Regions from separate parts of the Mus musculus genome. Here regions 1 and 2 are each linked to region 3. The links are chromatin contacts, called in public promoter capture Hi-C maps. All regions are on one chromosome and are shown on one strand. The core of a region is the stretch at or near the end of the contact, and the rest is flanking DNA. Distances in the headings are between cores, read along the strand shown.

Evidence for each region. Capture Hi-C pulls out chosen DNA fragments and counts their contacts.
Region 1: a contact with region 3 is called in a promoter capture Hi-C map of adipose tissue. The contact joins the promoter of Marveld2 here to the promoter of Naip2 in region 3. A contact is called at or near these places in 3 of 39 promoter capture datasets (the C10 cell line, cranial neural crest and pre-B cells) and 2 of 9 other capture datasets (adipose tissue and pancreatic islet).
Region 2: a contact with region 3 is called in a promoter capture Hi-C map of pancreatic islet. The contact joins the promoter of Ccdc125 here to the promoter of Naip2 in region 3.

What each region holds. Positions count from the first base shown.
Region 1 is chr13:100,615,003-100,618,520 of GRCm38.p6, forward strand. It overlaps Marveld2 (MARVEL (membrane-associating) domain containing 2), which reads right to left and starts at 1,969. Exons shown (of 7, transcript NM_001038602.4): 1 at 1,924-1,969. It overlaps Rad17 (RAD17 checkpoint clamp loader component), which reads right to left. Exons shown (of 17, transcript NM_001044371.2): 17 at 2,162-2,930. The coding sequence ends at 2,642.
Region 2 is chr13:100,667,441-100,670,991 of GRCm38.p6, forward strand. It overlaps Ccdc125 (coiled-coil domain containing 125), which reads left to right and starts at 2,041. Exons shown (of 12, transcript NM_183115.5): 1 at 2,041-2,411.
Region 3 is chr13:100,200,119-100,203,532 of GRCm38.p6, forward strand. Naip2 (NLR family, apoptosis inhibitory protein 2) reads right to left here and starts at 2,004. Exons shown (of 16, transcript NM_001126182.2): 1 at 1,909-2,004.

The DNA.
Region 1 (3,518 bases), core at 719-3,218, 410 kb after region 3:
CTAGACTTCTATCTGATCGCTTTATGGTAAATTCATTTCTCCATCCCCAGAGAATAGGAGATTTCACAAGAGTTTCAGCAGTCCCTTAGGGAATCCAAGTGGAGATGCAGCCTGTCCAGAGAGAAGAGACTGTCACCAGACCAGACACAACCACCCAACAGATCAGTGGGTTTCAGCCTTCTTAATGCTTCTATCCTTTAATACAGTTCCTCATGTTGTGGTGACCCCCCCCACCACCACCACAAAATTATTTTGTTGTTACTTCATAACTGTAATTTTGCTACCATTACGAACTATAATGTAAATATCTGTTTTCCAATGGTCTCAGGGGATCCCTGTGAGAGGGTCATGCCCTACAGGTTGGACCATTGTAATAGATGGAACACAGAGGAAAGAGTCCAGGAAGAAATTTCAGGGTCCTCTAATTAGACACCCCAAGTCTGGAGGATTAACTACGATCACCCAGAAAGGTGTGCAAGGCAAACCAGAAGCTTTCCAGATGACAACTGTCTTAGGGTTTTACTGCTGTGATAAAACACCATTAACACATAACTTAGGGAGAAATGGTTTACTTTCACTTACAATACTCAAGCCACACTGCGATACTGAGAGAACTCAGGGCAGGAACCGGGAGGCAGGGGCTAATGCAGAGGCCATGGAGGAGTGCTGCTTACTGGTTTCTCCTCTTGGCTTGCTAAGTTTGTTTTCTTATTATCCAGGACCAGCGGCAGCACCATTCATAGAGACCTGGGCCCTCGGATGTAAATCACCAATCAAGTAAATGGACCACAGGTTTGCCCGCACACAGGTCAACTCAGTGGGGGCAATTTTCTCAACTGAGGTTCGGTCTTCTAAGAGGACTGTAACTTGTGTCAAGTTGACATAAAACCTGCCGGCACAACAGCAATTATCTTTGCCCTTTTGTCTTTATCTCTTTGCTCTTTAAAAAAGACAACGTTTACATCTAACACATGCCTAAGAATGTAGAAGCAAAAACACAACAAATAAACGGAAGGAGATTTGAGGTCTTTAGGGTGTATATAGTTTGCACGGCGGCATCCCGCTGGTTAATTTAACTCCTAAAAGTATGACTCACTGTAACGGATTCAACTCATCTTCACCTGTGGAAAACCGCTCGTTTGAGTTACATCACTTTATCATTTAAATAAAACACAAAAATGTGTAGACTAGTAGAAGAGCAAACTGTGCTACCTAGCAAGGAATCTTCAGCGGTATTTGACCACATCTTAAATATACAGATAAAACCTTACAGGTTGTCCTTGAGCCCCCTGGGCTCCACCTAGCTCGGTCGCAGGTCTTTTGTTTGCTTGGAGCCAGGGAGTTAGGAATGCCACAGCTGTGGCCAGAAAAATGGTTCACTGAGCGTCACGGGGATCGAGCCTGGTCACCTTCACACACGCACAATCGCCCCTTCAGTTGCCTCTAAAGTTTTGCTGCCTCCAGAAAGTGGACTACCGCCACAGATACTTGGGGGTTTGGGGTGGGGGAGCAGCGGAGCTGCAGCCGCGAGCGGACCGACAGATACCCAGCAATCCCGCCAGGGTCCCCCATCTAGCCTCCCGGCACCGCGACTATACCCACCCGGTGCGTGTCCCGCCTTCGCTTTCTTCTCTGGAAAATCCACTCTGGCTTCCGCCCCAAGGTGGCCGTTGTCTCGGTCAGGCCAGCCGGGAAAGTGGCGAGGGCGGCGCCACCAGGCGCCCGGAAGGACGGCGGCGGTCCAGCCGGCCGCACCTGTCGCTGCAGCGAAACCCGCCCACGCCGCCCCCGGAGCCCGGCGCGCCCGCGTGCTCCCGCTTCAGCCTGGCCGCGGGAGGGAGGCGGCTCCGGGGATGTGTGCCCAGGGCGAAAGGCCCACCCCGCGGGCTCGGCGTCCCGTCGCCGCATCGCGGCCCCACTCACCTGCGCGGCCGCCGGAACAGCACGCTCTGCCGCGGGCACCGAAACTGGGACCGAGCTCCCGGGGCGTGGCCGAGCCGCAGTGCCCCGCCCGCCTGGCCACCTAGCTGAGGCCAGGAAGCAGGCATAGCATAGGTGCTACCAGCTCCTTCCCATTTTAGAACATTTGCTCTACTTGCCTTGCCTGGACCCAAGGCAGACAGTGCGCGGTAGGTAATGTTAAAGGATAAGAAGAACAAGATGAAATCCAACGTTTTTAATTTTGATATAAATTATGTAAATACTTTCCAGAAGTATCTAAAATATTCCACTGTACAACATACCAAAAATGGTATCCGAAAAGCTAGATGCAAACTGTAAGTAAGGCACAAGGTTTATTTATACTCATAATTGCATCCTAAACTGTTTTATAAATCAAATTTCCAACACCCCATAAAGTCCGTATATTCTGGATTACTCCTTCACATTTTGATATTTAGTACAACATTCATACACTTCACACCGTGACTTCTCCTCAAACCATTCACAAGACTAAATAAATACTAAGCACTGAGTACTTGAGACCTGCTTTACTTCAAGATGACAGTCGTCAGTTGCTGTGACGAATACGATAAGGAACTGAGCAATTAACAAATTGCTTGTCCTTCAGAGACGTGTTCAAGTACCACTGAATAGACTAAAATTTATCTCTCAAGGAGCAACCTGATTGGCAGGCTGTTCTCTATGTCTCCTCGCTGTCATAGTCCTCTATTATTATGTCTTCCTCTTCCTCCTCCTCTTCTTCCATGTCCACTTTGGAGGAAAAGGGCTGAGGCTGGCTGGCAGGCAGATCGCTCCCGCTGTTCTGACTCAGCGGAAGGGACCAGGTCTCTGGGTCGGCATTCTGAGCAGCCTGCGCGGGTTCACCGGGAGCTTCCTGAGCCGGCTGCCCTCCGCTGTGCGGGGACTCATCCCCACTGTCAGGGTCTATCAGCCCCAGCTCTCGGTCAGTCAGGGCTTCCATTTTCAACCTGTCAGAGTCACAGCGAAGACATCAGTGGGAACCAAACAGAAAACTCCTTGAAATTATGAACTAAGTGGTCTTTCCACTCACACACAAAAAATACAAGGCAAATGACCAACTGTGAATAAGTCCTTTCTGCTATCAAAAGTGTTACTGTCTTCAGCAGAGTTCCTATAGACTAATATTTATATGTATACATTAAAAATGAGCATAAGGGGAGAGGGTATGGGGGGGGCTTTTGGGATAGCATTGGAAATGTAAATGAAGAAAATACCTAATAAAAAAATAATATTAGTAGTCCTGAGGATAGAACCCAGAGCCTTGGGCATGCTAAACAAACACTTTCCAACTCATCTACACCTAAGCCAGTAAAAAGATTTTTTAAATCAGGAAAAAAAAATGAGCATAAGACAGAAATCTCAGGAAACACAAATGGGTCGACTTGACTGTCCAACTAAATATGAAATTTTAAAATAGAAACTAAAGCTGGGCATGGTGCTCACACCTTTAATCCCACACTCAGGAGGCAAAGGCAGGCACTGGACCTCTGAGTTTAAGCAGCCAAAACTGCATAAAGGGTCTCTGTCTCCAAAAA
Region 2 (3,551 bases), core at 791-3,290, 470 kb after region 3:
CCTCCCTCTAGGAAACAATGTTACTGGCTTCTGGTATATTGCAGAGATTTGGTGCCTATAAAATGTGTGTATATACACTTTTTATAAAAATAGTAATAGGACTGAGAAAATGGCTATCAGTAAAGTGTTTGCAAAGACAAGACTTCCATTCCCAGAACCCACCTTTTTAAAAAGATAGGTTTGGTGGCAGGCACTTGCTTATTAACTGAGTGCTGAAGAGGTGGAAACAGGTGGCTCTCTAGCTCTGGGGCTAGCCTAGCCTACTTACTTCATGCATTCCAGGCTGAAGTCTTAAAAATAAGGTGTCTTATTTTTTTAAATATTTTATGTCTTAAAAATAAGATGTGAGGTGCCTGAGGAATAGTCTCCAAGGTTGTCCCCTGGCCTCCATGGGCACACACATACTCTGTATTTTAATTTATGAGAGGATTGTATCATCTCAGAAAATACAAACCTCTCAATTATATTTTAGATAAATTTTTACCATCTTAAAATTCAGATTTAATAGCCCAGCATTAGTGGCACATGCCATTAATCCTAGCACTAGGGAGGCAGAGGCAGATGGGCCTCTCAATTTGAGGCCAGACTGGTTTACAAAGCAAGTCCCAGGACAGCCAGGATAAAGAAACCCTGTCACAGAAGAAGAAAAAAAAAATCTGATTTAAGATTTGGTGACTTTGCCGGGCAGTGGTGGCGCACACCTTTAATCCCAGCACTTGGGAGGCAGAGGCAGGCGGATTTCTGAGTTTGAGGCCAGCCTGGTTTACAGAGTGAGTTCCAGGACAGCCAGGGCTACACAGAGAAACCCTGTCTTGAAAACAACAACAACAACAAAAAAAACAAAAAACAAAAAAAAAGATTTGGAGACTTAAATGTAGTCTCGGGGTGTGGCTCAGTGATGGCAAATGTTTAGATGTACAAAACCTGGCTTAGTCACTCACTGTTCTACTGCTGTGAAAAAACACCGTGACCAAGGCAACTTATAAAAGAAAGCATCTGATTGGGAAGTTTGCTTACAGTTTCAGATGGTGAGTCCACGGCCATCATCGTGGGGAGCACCGCTCTGGAACAGTAGCTAAGAGCTTACACCTGACCCACAAGCAGAAGAGAGAGACTGGTCCACCTTCAGTGACACACCCCCTCCACCAAAGTCACACCTCCTAATCGGTCCCAAACCTAGTAGTTCCACTAACCAGAGACTAAGCATTCGAAAAATATAAGCTTATAGGAGCCATTCTCAAACAAACCGTCACAAGCTCACTGTGATTACCAGCACTTCAAAAAAAGACACACTTCACATCTGTTAAAAGAGTTGCTTGTGTGTGCGGTGTATTTGTAGAATAGACGAATGTAAGTACATGTGTGCACGTGTTAATGGACCTTGCAGTTCACACCAGGTGTCTTCTTTTCTCCATCCCCCTACCCGCCCGCCCCCATGCCCAGGAGTCCTGATATATTAGTTTTAATTAATCAATTTTCCGGTGGACATACGTTTGCAGATTTTTACTATCACAAACACATGAGTGATAACATATATTAGTATGCCGGCAGTCTGAAACATGTTTTTTAATGAGCTTTGAATTCACACAGCCACTCCTGGAAGTAGTGCACTAGTTTCAACACAGGTATAGAATCACGTAGCTAGGTGATTGCATGAAGTTTATGAGAAAGACTCCCAAGATAAAATCCGTTCTAAGTCGGATTTTCCTCATGTCTAAGTAACTAAGGACAATACAGACTAGACTGGCTCTAGTCTGCGAAGTTCATTAGTGCCAGAGAAGGATCTGATGTCTATTTCTACCAGAGTAATCTTCAAGCCTGGGAAAGTGTTTGAAAATAACAAAGTCTTCGGTTAAGGGTATTGGCACAGAGAATTAGAACACAACCATTTCAACAAGGTCATGAAGTTGATCCAGTATGGCGGATGGGTTAGTGCGAGGTAGCACCTGTGATAGGAAAGGAGCAGGGGTCGCTCTCCAGGCATTGCCTCCCGCTCCGCCTGTGCTTCAGCGCTCCCTCTGGCCCAGGCTGCCTTCAGGGTTCCTAACCGGGCTTTCTAATGCCGAAAGCCGGTGTTCCGAGATCTACCTCTCCGGGAACCCCAGCTCCGGCACACTTTTCTCTTAGGGGGTTCCTGAAGTCCCAAGGTTGGGACTCATAATTTTCCATGTATTGACGCTCACCTTGCCCCAGTCTGTTCTAAATCTCAGACTTTTATTTGCCCGTCGGTTTGTCCATCCGGCTTTGGAGCTGAAGTTGGAGGAGGGCAGCTAACATCCGGTTGCACGGAGGCACGGATACTGGGCTCAGGAGAGCTGAAGCGCCGCTGGCCCACCCGGACCTGGCGATCCTTTCGGGTCCCCTGCGGTGGTCGTGCAGTCACGTGGCCCGAGGACGCGTGGCGGAGTGGGGTGAGCCTCTGAAGGGGCGCGCGGGCTGCGCAGCGGAAGGTTCGATCCTTGGGACGGATGCGCAGAGTGCCAGCGTCAGGCCAGGACACCGGGAACCCGCGGTGGGGAGGGTATGGAGCCGAGCTGCCCAGGAGTGGAAACTGCAGGTGGTGGTCAGACTAGCAATAGGGCTCCTTTCCCCACATAGAGCCAGCCATTAATGGTCTGACACCGAAGAATACCGATTTCAAAAACTCTGTTTCTGTCTTTTCTTGCTATTATTTAACTATTAGTTTTGAGCCATAAAGCTGTAACGCACTAAATGCTATGCAATATCCTGGTTTCAATATCTTGAAACAAAAAGGAACGAACAAAAGCCCTCGAGAAAAACAGGAAATCTACGGAAGTGTGTGGTTTAGTTTAACCTGCGCTGGTGTCTTTGTCTCAATTTTTGATAAATGTACCCTGATGCTAACTTTAGAGGAATTTAAGTGACGGGCATAGAGGTCTAAATCTTTGCAACTTATTGTAAATCTAAAATTATTCTAAAGCTAAAAGTTAATATATACAGCCCACAGCAAAGAGAAGCGGCTCATGGTTCACCAAGGAGGGTTTATGTTAGTTTTTTCCCCACCAAGCCGGACAGGACAGGAAGTAGGTAGCTGTTTGATCAACTTGTTTGCTAAAAGCAAAGTTGTCAGGCTGGTGGGGGTAGATCCTGCTGCCTAAGTTTTTCCCTTTGGAATGTGTCCTCTCTCATTTCGCTTCAACAAATATCTTGGAGAATCTGTTAGATGTGAGCAAATGAGACATACCTTTATTGGAGCCATGGAATGTGTTAGGGTAAGAGAGGGACATCCTTAGATCTGTTTAAAAAGTATTGACTCAGCACGGTGTGTAGGGTGGCTCTGTTGGTTCAGGCCAGAAGTTATCATAAATTCAACTAGGAAATTCAAGTGCAAAGGATATGATTTGGGGAGATATTTGTGAGACTTGAAGACTTGGGGATTAAAGGCATGTGAGGATCAAAGAGAAAGGGGGAAATTGATTCCAAATTTACTTGATGCTTTTGAAACATAGATGACACATTTGACAAAATAGAGAACCCTAGAAGAGACCCGGATTGGGAGTGGGGAAAGAAACGAACTTGGTTTCAGTTGT
Region 3 (3,414 bases), core at 754-3,253:
TTCAGAGCATCATAAGTGAATGCTTTGAAAACTTATGCCACAGTAACTTGGAAAATCTAAAGGAAATGGGAAGATTTCTAGATTCAAACTCTCAAAGTTAGGCCAAGAAGAGATCAATAACCCAAAGAAACCCATAATAAATAAGGAGATCAAATAATAATAAAAATCCTTCTGTGTAAACAGAGCCCAGCTCCAGATAGATTCACAGAAGAATTCTACTGTACTTTCAAAGAACTCCAACCATTACTTTCAAATTATTCAAAGCATAGAGACACTTTCAATCCTCTTCGATTGGTATTTCTTTGGCACCAAAACGACATGGAGACACAGCAACACATCTCATGAGCACAGATGCAAACGTTCTCAATAAGATACTCACAAACCAAATAACAGCACATATCAAAGATTTCCTCCGATACAATCAAATTGGCTTTTACCCCAGAGATGCAGGGATGGCTCTACACTTGTATGTTAACAAATGTAATATAAATCACTGACAAACATTGCATAACCATCTATCATGAGAGATGCAAAAAAGGCCTTTGACAAAATTCAACATGGATTTATGATGAAAGTCCTAGAGAGAGAAAGACTGGAGGGAACACACTTCAACGTAATAAAGCCTGTGGATGACAAACTCATAGCCAACATCATCCTTACAGGACAGGGAAGCTGCACCCATGCACCCATGGTAGCTCAACAATATGGCTGGGTAAACAAGACCTGGAGAAGGACACCTGTATGACATGCCAGTGTGGACAGGGAAAATGTCACAGGGCCTCATCTCTGTAAGAAGAAGTGTAGGCTGCTGGGAGGAGAATTATTCTTCATCAGGGACAAGCCCTTAAAGTGTTATCTAATCACAAGTGCTCAGCCCCAAACACATACACATATGAGCAACAGTAGATGGACTCAGTAAGTGTGTGTGTGTGTGTGTGTGTGTGTGTGTGTGTGTGTGTGTGTGTGTGTGAGATAATTAAAGAAAGGCTCTGGAATTTGAGAGGCAGTTTGGTGGGATGGGAGAGGGGTGGGTTGAAATAATGTAAACAGAGTACTCAGATATGAAGTTATCAAATAATGAAATATAACAAAATGAAGAACACCTTCATATAAGCATATGGCCAATCCACCCACTTCAACACTCTCAAAGGAATATCAAATCTGCTTCTAGGTAGAGTTAAATCTTTCACATCATGCTTTATCAACCTCATTCAATTTGGAATTTTCCTAGCTACTACATTTTTGTGAAAGCTGCGGGTCAGGGCCTTGATTTATAGTGTTTGGCAGCCTCTAAGTTGGCACCATTCTGCCTCAGCTTTTTAAGTGTTGGACTATAAGCATGTGCCACCATACCTGGTCAAGTTGAATCTTTTAAGACAAGGCACACTCTTTCATCAGATAATATCCAGGAGGAGTTTCCTTAGTGAAATAGATACCACATATGACTATCCCTAACAAGGTAAAAACAAAAACAAAAACAAAACCCCTCCTTGTCATAAGTATTAAAATGACCAGCATTGGTCGCCTGGAGTTCTATCAATCCTCAAGTCTTTGACTAGTTATATTTACAGTTGTCTCATGATCTCTCTCTCTTTCTCTCTCTCTCTCTCTCCAAACACACACACACACACACACACACACACACACACACACACACACACACACACACACATCGTTTCCTTAGCAATTAAGAGACAAAGGTCATGTTCTTATCTATAGACACAGTTACCCAACGCTAGCTTCCTGCTCCTTCCCTGTAGAGAGGAGCTGGCCCTGCCTTGACAGACTAAGGCTAGGCTTAGTTACTTTCATTTCCCCTCGCACAGCCTGGAGTTACCTTTTCTGTTGCTGGGATAAAATAACCCTGACAAAAGCAGTTCACAGAAAAGAAGGCTTATTCTGGCTTACAGTATGAAGATCTGTATCTCAAGGTGGCACAGAAGGCTTGGCAGGAGCAGGAAGCCAGCTGGTCACAGTGCATCAGCAGCAAGGGGGCAGAGAAAATGAACAGGAAGTGGCACCAGGCTATAGAGTCTCCAGTGGCCCACACCCTCCACCATGCTCCACCTCTTAAAGGATCCAAACTCTTACCCAGCAGTGTCACCAGCTGGAAACCAAATTCTCAAACCATGAGCTGCCTGTGTGGGTATTTCACATTCAGACCACAGTGTAGGCCCAGACACAGTGTCTTCTACTAACATCTGCATCTGAACACCCTCCTTCCACCCTCTCTTTCCTGTCAACTTTTGTTTTTAATTTTCTAAAATTATTTTATTTACCATGTGTCTATGAACAGGGACTGTTTTTGATCTATCTTAGGAACTCACCAGGATCCAATGGGATCTTCACCTCAATGATTTATTCTAATCAGCTTACATAGATCCCACCTCGAAAACAATCAAGTTTCCACTCCTAGAATAGTACAATGGGTATTCCATTTCAACACCTGATCCTTTGATCCTTTATAGAACTCTCAAATCATCGTGAGATGGCTAATCTTGGTTTTCAACCTTACTACACTTTCAATCAAATAGAATTCAAACTCTGGGCATTTCTGAGAGTAGTTTTGTTGATCAGGTTACTTGAAGGAGGAAGACTCATTCTAACAGTAGGGAGTACTCTCTGGTAGCTGCCCAGATAAAAAGACACAGAAGAAGGACATTGGTGTGCCCTCACTATCACTGGGCAAGTTCATCTATCTTGTTGCTGTGGCACTTCTTCATTGGTATTAGAACCATCTCCTGCATGATTAAAAGGTAGACTGAAACCAGCAGCTTTTCAGGAATCCTCTAGGACTCCAGTGCCAAGTTGAGACTGCTGAGACATCCAGTCTTGTAGACTAAACAACTAACTACCAATTCTCAGCCATTCTAACAATGACTGTCACACACATCATAGGACAATATGTCTCACATAGCCATTGTTAGACTATCCAGACTATATCCTGTATGTCAGTCTCATAAATCCCATGTATTTGGTTATATATCCATATCTATCTATCTATCTATCTATCTATCTATCTATCTATCTATCTATCTACTGTCTGTCTGTCTGTCTGTCTATCTATCTATCTTTAAATGTAGACCTACATCTGTATAGCCTATCAGTTCTATTCCTTTAGAGAACTCTGACTAGAACAGAAGGGAGAGCTTGCTGGGAAAAAGGAGTAACAACTATAAAGCCCCTTGAGTAAGACTATATATAAATATTTTTGTTGCAGGGCATAAGTGAATCAGTCTCAAACTGACTAGGAAACATCCTAGCTTTTACAGTGCCAGAAGATGCTATGCAGACTGCAGGAAGTTGTGAGGAGGGCATCAATGATCTTCTCAGTGCTGGTCTCTGCTTGCTATATCACCACTATTCCACTAGGCCAAGGATTTCTTCTTGTGCAATAATGCCATGTCTTCGATG